Linked DNA regions of Zea mays: all the other regions are linked to region 3. Evidence: chromatin contacts called from public Hi-C data. All regions are on one chromosome and are shown on one strand. Each heading gives the region's core, a stretch centred on a gene start, on an enhancer-like site or on the middle of the called end of the contact. The rest is flanking DNA. Distances are from core to core; before and after follow the strand shown.

Region 1 (2,736 bases), core at 44-2,543, 210 kb after region 3:
ATCACATCATATCAAGCACACATTTCTTTATGCTTCAAAATCCTACAAAGAAGAATATCCTATCAGCACATATGTCATAGTTGGATAGCAGGATATCAGAATTCAGAAACATGTAGATTGAGCCTTAAGAATTGATGTGTTTAATTTGAGGTTATGATAAACTCAAGGTCAGGAAGGTTTGCAGTTGGCAGCCAAACCATGAGAGCGTTTGTACCAGGAAATCTTTTACCTCCGTCCATATTTGTCGGAAACAAAGCCCCAAGCACAGGCACCTAGCAGCATGCCAGCAAAGACAACACTCGAAAGGAGGCTCTCGTTCTCTGGGGAGACGTTCCACTCCTCTCGTATGAATGGCCCGAGAAACGACAAGAGCATGAGCTCCATAGCTTCTGCAACCCAGCCCATTCCAGCGTAGAAAAGAACAAGCGCTTGGAATTTTCCAAACCCCATAATGGTAAGCGCGTCGTCTGTGGTATATGTCTCCATGTTGGGAGCCAGCACCTGCAGATCCAGAGAAGTCATTCTGTCAGAACGAAGCATCCTGTCGTGAACTTGTGGAGTAGACAACATCTGATAGGTTTTTGGAGCCCAAATGACTCATACGGTGTCACCAAATTGAATTTAGAGATTGCTGATCAGTATACATCAAATCTCTCTTTCAGAATGAAGCATTTGAGCTCACCGACAGACAATACTAACAGTTTACGGGCCACGGAAAGGGATATAAGTTTAAGTTTCAAGTAAGGATTTCCATGGCCAACTAATAAAAACACAGAGATCGGTTGATCGACGAAGTTTTTTTTCCCTCCCAGAAAATTTCTGCTCCTTGACGCAACGAAGACCCACAAAATGTAAAAGCGGGGTAGATAGAATAAACATGAGGTCCATATTAATGAGAGCAGTAAAAACAATCCCCCTGAGGACAAGACAGGCGGTATCCTGGGCGCCCACGAACTTTTAACCAACAGCCACAATGGAAGAGCTGAGACTTAGAAACGGACGGGACGGTCGACGATCACTGGACGGCGGGGGGCGGAGTAGAAGAGCGGGTGAAGGAGCGAACCGTTGCTCGGCCGCCGCCGGACGTCGGGGAGGGAGCCGGCTAATTTTCCGTGGCACTGGCACCGCCGGTGTCGTGTTGCCCGGGTTTCCTTCCTTGCTTGTAGGGAACTAGGGATGCGAGGCTCGACGGGACAGGGGGTTTTTGTCGGGGAGGGGGAGCAAGCAAATGCTCAATTGCAGGTGAAGAGGACGACGGGGTAAGAGAGAGGACGGGTAATGGCAAGCCGCCGCGCCGCGCCGCGCGCGCACTCAACGAATGGAGGAGACCAAATGCCCGTGTGGTCGCAAGAGTTGCGTGGCCGTCGTTCGCCAGGTGGCGGCTGGGGTCCACGCCGCGCTCCTCGCGTCACGTCTGCACGCGACAATTTCCCATCTGCACGACTGCACGCGGCTTTTATAACTATTTTTATAATATTCTTATATAAAAATATTCCTTTTGTCTACACTTAACACTTGATATACATCGTATTACATAGATCCTCCCTGACCGACATCCTCACAAAATTAATAAAAGCACGCGTGCAATTTTTTTTTGGAAATAAAACTCATGCACGTGTTGTATTATGTGAGCATGTTGGTATACTTGGCTACTCGCGCACTACAAATGGAAAACAACAAAAATGATAAGTTATTTTTCCAGTAAAAAAATTGTTTTGGTAAGCTAGGTATGTAGAAAAGCTAAAACAATAGGTTCCTTTTTTTATACTCTTCTATATTTTACATATTTGGAATAACTTCAGATGACTGTTTATATTATTCACAATTTACAGAAATTGTGATTTTAGTAAAAAAAATACTCTCAGTCTCTCTTTAGAGTCGGTCCGTTTATCTAGGAATGGACTACGATTCGTTTCGGCTCATCAAAACTTATATAAATTAGAGAAATAATTTAGCTAGGAATCGTTCCAGGCCTCTAATCCGTGAAACCAAATATGGCCTTAATTGGAATCTTCAAATACAGACAACATTTATTTTGAATTTCAAGTTCTCGCTAGCCAAGAATAGAGAAGGATAATGACTCCCTAAGGTTGTTGGATGGTATAAAGATATAGAAAACGATTTTTACTCGAATGACTCTAAATTATAATTTATAGAGCAAATTTTAGAAAGATTCTTGGAAGTTCTCTAACATCTGAGTTGGACCTTTGTGCTTGAGGGTTCCTTTGAAACGTAGGAATGATACATGAATTTCACGGGAATTATTTCAAAAACACATGAAAAACGCAGGATTTAGAAATTTATCCTTTGATCCAAAGGAGATCTGAACTTGCCCACCAAGATAACTCTTTAACTCGGTACTAATACTATCAGTGTTTGGGGATGGCTATCCTCCAAGATGCCTTCGGAGAACTGCAACAAAAGAAATTATTGTGCGGCGACAATTGCTGACCCCACAGCCTTATAGCCTAAGGACTTGCCTCACCTCTGGCTATTGGCTAAGGTCAGGGCACACCACGCTCAAGCCACCACCATCTAACCTTAAGGACACTCTAGCCTTCAGGGCACTTTCATGCTTAGTTCTCTCGGCCGCATGAGGCCTTGATGGGCCTCCAGATAATCCTAGTGCCCGGGTTCTAAGGCCTTCCTAGGGCTTGATGTCTTTCGAGAGAATAAAGGATTTCATGATTCGGCTAAGTATAGAAGCCCCAACACACCTAAAAATATATCGGGTCC
Region 2 (2,792 bases), core at 105-2,604, 180 kb before region 3:
AACAGCTAATGTAATGGCGTCTAGCTAGTACGGCTCACTCAACAGCGGCAAGTGAGCCAAACAAGTACCGCGTAAGAAACTGCAGGTTACTGCCAGACAAAAAAATTGCAGAGAAGCTGTACGTGCGACAAGTAGTATCCCCGAGGCACGTGAAGGTGGCGAGGCAAGAACTGACCTTTGCGTCATCGATCTCCGGCGAGACCGGCGGGCTGTCGGAGAGAGAGCCGCCGCCGTTGAGTGGGCCGCTGCTGTGCGAGAGCCGGCCGGAGGTGAGCGGCGCCACTTCCTGCTGCAGGGTTGGAACGCACAGCAAGAGTGCGTGGTTCAGACATCAGGAACCGGGATTCAGAGAGAGGTGCAGTAAGGTTAGCAGGAACACACAAAAAAAACACAACTGAAATCAAGTTTCTCGGAGGGAAAAGGCATGCTTGTCGCGCGAGGAATTGATGGTGCTTAATGGAAGAGCCGAGCCTTGACCATTAATGGCGGCTAAGCTGCGTAGTTCACTTAAGTAGAAAGAAAGGTGGGGATTATATCTGGGTGTTCCGGACATGGCAGGAGAACAAATCTCTCGTTTGGCAGCTTCTCCTTGTCCCAACCCGAGGTCAGAGTGAAACCAGTAGGAGAGCTGGCTGATTTGGCAAAAAACTGTACAGGCAGATGATGAAATCGAGCGGTTTCTACACAAACGATGGAGCCAACCAAGTAAAATGCAGCCAGGCAACAAAAAGATCCCGAATCGGCAAATAAAAAACGACCAAAGCACACTGTTTTTTATTTAATGGCGCACTGGTGTTGGTGTTGCCAACAGATTCGGCTTCTCTTTCTTTTTTTTTAAAAAAAAAGAAGAAACTAGTAAGTGCGATTTTGAGGAGGACGAAAGAAAAAAAAAGCGAGATGGATCGGAGTAGAGGGAGAAGGAACAGGTCGGGTCGAGGCTCTCACGGACTGCGCGAGGATCCGCTCCATGATGAGCTGCGACGTGGCCGCGGAGGCGAAGGAGAAGGAGCTCCCGGAGGCGGCGGCGGCGGCGGCGACCCCGTCGTCAAACTCGCACGAGGGGTCCTCCGCGATGGGGCTGGCCGCGAGCGCGTGCGCGGCCGGCGGCGGCGTCGGCGGCGGTGGCGCGAACGCGCGCCCCGAGGCGCTCCAGGAGCGGGAGAGGAACTCGAGCGGGTCGAGCGGCGGCTCCGGCGGCCGCAGCTCGCCGGCGGCGACGGTGGACGTGCGGGCCCGGGGATCGCCCATGCGCGCGGGGGTCGGGGAGTTACGGAGTGTGATGCGAGTGAGTGAGCGGGCGCGTTACCAGTGATCGATGGCCCAAATGCCAGTTCAGAGAGAGAGAGAGAGAGAGTGGGGCGGGTGGTTAAGCCCTCCGCTGCCTTTATAGCCTTGGTTCGTCTCGTCGTCCGTCCAGGCCTCACTTGCTCTACGGGCCCTTTTTTCACTTCTTTTATGTAACTTTTCTACGAGTCGTGCAACGAAGCATGTGTTACGGTTAGCAATGGGGAAAAGGACGTGTACTACTCCTGTGTCATCTATTATGCTGGTCAACACAGTACGAGTACGTTGATTTTATTTTAATTTTCATCACTGCTCTAAGGACTTATTTGGAGAGAAGGAATACAATACAAAACTGATAAAAAGGGGGGAAATAGAAAACGAGTGTAGGTAAAAAAAAGTGACGATTGAAACATAGGATGCTACTTGTTCACTCATGAATCTTGTAGAAATTGGTGTTTGGAACATAGGAATATAACCATATGGTGATTCCTTCATTCGAGTGAATAAGCACTTGTTCATCCCTTCATTTAAACGTGTGGCAACTTTCCAAGAGCATAAAGTAGATGTTTTAGGGCCTGTTTGGTTCGTGGCTAACTATGCCACACTTTGCCTAAGGTTAGTCGTTCGAATTGAAGAACTAACCTTAGGCAGAAAAGTTAGGCAAAGTGTGGCAACTGAGGCTACGATCCAAACATACCCTTACTCCTCCATTTTATACACGAAAGGAAAACTATGTTCTTCCGTTCTAATAAACACAAGTGATGTAAACCAAACATAGGAATTGGATTTCTTTCAAACTGCTACGGAAAACCTACAATGCAAACAATCCCGACAGCTAGTACTACAAAAAATACTCCAATCCAGCTATAATGTAAAATTCTAAATTATGGCGATTATCTTATAATCGAATCTTCAGTGATACTACTTGAGACGGTTTCCAACGCTGTCCTGGAATCGTGTTCTACCCCACGTCCGATGTGGTTTGGGGTTGAAACTCTACAACTGCTCCCCACCGACTTCATATATAGTGGGGAGTATTGTTCATCTCTATATATTAATTATGTCATTTACTTATTTATTTGCTATGTTGACCATGTTTAGTCTTTATAACCCGATAATAATGTGTATTAGGATACTACATGTTATATGCTTTTTAAAATTTTAAAACTGATCACAGAATATTAAACAAATGAGTTATATTGTATAAGGGAAACGATTAGACATGCATAGTATGTAGGTGTATCTTTTTTTAAAAAAAGTTGGAGTTGGTCTTAGATTGGATGTAAATCTCTACTACTTATTAAGGCTGCAAGAGTAGTCGGTCATTCCGTGTTCTGCCACCATTCCTGTTTTGTTCTGTCATTCTCATTCCCCCCTCCCTGCAAAGCCTATTCCTATTCTCATTCCTCCGTACAACTCACGTCTAGCTAAAATTAAAAAAACACACATGTCCTCAAGGGGATTTGAACCCGTGACCTCTCAAGCAAAGGCCAAGAGTAGCTACCGCT
Region 3 (2,718 bases), core at 103-2,602:
GAGAAGCAAACCAAAACGATGCTGTAAGTGGACTAGTGGCTACTCCAAAAGTTGAGGAAATCAAGGTCCTTCACCAATTCGCTCGGAAATCACCGCTGGACTAAAAAAGCATGAAAAGATTGGATGTTGCTTGCAGAACTAGGAAACAGAGCATCGGGCAGCAATAATAAAGGAAAGGAAATGGACAGGGGTGACGGTGGGCAGCGACAAGAAAAGCCAACAACCCACATAAAAAGATGCCGCCAACCACTTCCCAGCCCCCGTCTACCTCCACGAAATGCAGGTGGAATTCCAAACCAGCGAGAAAGGAGCCGCATTGATTGGTGGTTACTTCGTTCGTCGGCCGATCAATTCTGCTGTTTGTTTATTTTTTTTCTTGAGATAATGAAGAGCAACTCATGTTATCTATTCTTCTTCTTCAGATAATGAAGAAGAGTAACACGCTGTGATGAGGCCAAGAAGCATGGGCTGAATGCAGGAAGGAACTATGCCCCCTAGAACCTTTGGAGCAAAGAGACGCCGCCGTCGACAGATGCAGGAGGCACAACCTTTGAAGTAAAACAAGGGTGCTGAAACTGATGGTGCGAGGCACAACGTGCGAACAAAAAGGACTATAAAAAGGCAATCTTGCCACAAAAGGGACGAGCAGAACACCATCGAAGCAGATCATGAGCACGGAGAGAAGAAAAGGGTGTGGTAAACGAAATCAAGGAAAAGGCACGTACACACACACATACCACGAGCACGAGCAAGGCGAGAGCGCGAAGGGTTGCTTGCAGGGAGGGCGGCGGCGGCGGCGGCGGCGGCAGCTGCAACCCAGAAGAGATCCAGCTGCTGCTGCTCCCCGTCCCACCGCTACGGCGCCATCTCAGACCCTCCACCCCCAAAGCAAATGCGGCAGCTCAGCGGCGGCAACGGGTCTCGGGATCGGAGGCCGAGGGGCAGCGGGAGGTGGCGACGGCGATTGATGAATCGTCGGCTTGTTCGCACGCGCAGGGTTCTTGGTGGGCGGGGTAGGAACACAGAAAAAGGGAAACGGATTTGTTTCTGGCGAGTTTTCTGGGCTGGATATGGCTGGCGCGCCGCGGCGGTGATGTGTGTGTGCGCCCCAGCAGCTCGTCTTGTCTGTGCGTGGGGGTTGGGGGCCGGCCGACGGCGACGGGCGCGGGCGCGCGATGATTTCTTCCTCGCTTCTCTCTCTCTCTCTCTCTTGAACGTACCCGAGTAGTACTGAGGCTGTCCGGCGGGACCAGCCTAGCCTAGGCGCCTGCCTAACCCAGGAGCCAGCCGGCCAGGGAAATGGAATTGTAAGACTGTCTACAGCAACGTCCTCTATATATATCCTCTATATCCGTCCTTTACAGTCTTTTTTAAAAGATTCTATCTCTTATATCTACTTTCTCTTCAACAACGTCCTCTAAATCACGTCGTCTATATATAAATATCTATATTAAAGACATTTTTAATTTTTTAATTTTTGTACATACGTATTTATCATACTCTCAAATGTATTGTACATATTTTAGTTTTATTAAATCGGTTGTTTAAAGTATTCAAATAGATAGAGAACCGTTTAGAGAAACTCTACATATAGAGGATCCAGCAGCGTTCTCTAAATTTAGAGGACCATTTAGAGGACGTTGCTGGAGGGAGTAGATGACGTCTTCGTCCTCTAAATTTAGGGTACAGGACACTTTAGAGCTCATTGTTGGAGCTAGTCTAATGGAAGCGAGTGACTGATGAAGTGATGATAGGCGTGAGGCGAGAATGATTAGCTCTTTTTGGCCGGCTCGTGAGCGAGGCAGGCGTATTAATTTGTTCATGGAGATCACTGTTCGCTGATTATTACGACCAATCAGGTCAAAAGTCGTAGTGTAGTGGCGTTATATACGGCGAGATCAATATGTGGGCCCTGCGGTTCCAGTTGGGCGGGCGCTGTACTCCAGAAATAACGGCACAACTGTAGCCCCTAGCAAGTCCGTCATTGTTGCACTGCACGGTTGGGTTGACGATCTCGCCCGTACTCCTGGTAGCTGGAAATCACTCGCCGCACGTCCTGTCAAGAACCAAATGCAGCTTTACCTGCTCTCTATACCTATAGAGACTTTTGTTTCAAGGGCAGGGCTCCATGTCCAGTTGTCCATCCATCCGGCACTGAACTGAACTAGAAGAAGAATAAGAAGAAGAAAAAAAGGTTGTGCTCGTGTATTTTTTCTGGGTTGCTTTGCCTGCAATCCAGAGCAACAACAACAGCGTTTTACTCAAAGCAGCAGTCAGTCAGCCATCTCATCTCCTCCCTGGTTTGCTGAATGCGTGGGTTGTTTGTTTATGTAAAGATGGCTTTCGTCAGGCACTCAGGCTTTTTGTCCCAAGACCCTCCCCTCCCCCATGCGTCTGACTGTTCCTGTGTCTTCTTGGGACAGGATTAGCTGGGGCATCACCATTCACCCCATCACACCAGTAGTATCAAACTGTTACTTTCCCATCAACTACAGACACCCTTGTGCTTGTGCTTGTGCTTCCTCCAAAACCACACACCAAAAAAAACATAAAAAGGACACGACTTGCATTACTGGTTTTCAGCTTATTTACTCATCAGACACTAACCTAAAATGTCTAAACAATAAACAACTATACACCGACAGTCGACGACGACTAGCTAGCAGGCAAGTGTAACAAGGCGTACACGCAGCTAGCAGACAGCACTGGATCTCTCTT

What was found. Hi-C and Micro-C count contacts between places; a contact is called where the count stands out from the background.
Region 1: a contact with region 3 is called in a Hi-C map of leaf, with 5 times the contacts expected there. The contact joins the promoter of LOC100125647 here to the promoter of LOC103643709 in region 3. A contact is called at or near these places in 10 of 25 Hi-C or Micro-C datasets (bundle sheath, ear, endosperm and 3 more).
Region 2: a contact with region 3 is called in a Hi-C map of root tip, with 4 times the contacts expected there. The contact joins the promoter of LOC100278869 here to the promoter of LOC103643709 in region 3. A contact is called at or near these places in 2 of 25 Hi-C or Micro-C datasets (leaf mesophyll and root tip).

What each region holds. Positions count from the first base shown.
Region 1 is chr1:259,007,821-259,010,556 of Zm-B73-REFERENCE-NAM-5.0, reverse strand. LOC100125647 (major facilitator superfamily protein) reads right to left here and starts at 1,293. Exons shown (of 6, transcript NM_001112578.2): 1 at 1,064-1,293; 2 at 230-501. The coding sequence starts at 486.
Region 2 is chr1:259,399,390-259,402,181 of Zm-B73-REFERENCE-NAM-5.0, reverse strand. It overlaps LOC100278869, which reads right to left and starts at 1,354. Exons shown (of 7, transcript NM_001152005.2): 1 at 946-1,354; 2 at 176-289. The coding sequence starts at 1,248.
Region 3 is chr1:259,222,326-259,225,043 of Zm-B73-REFERENCE-NAM-5.0, reverse strand. It overlaps LOC103643709 (protein NETWORKED 1B), which reads right to left and starts at 1,352. Exons shown (of 6, transcript XM_020546830.2): 1 at 738-1,352. It overlaps LOC118476159 (a long non-coding RNA gene), which reads left to right and starts at 199. Exons shown (of 2, transcript XR_004855535.1): 1 at 199-323; 2 at 423-951.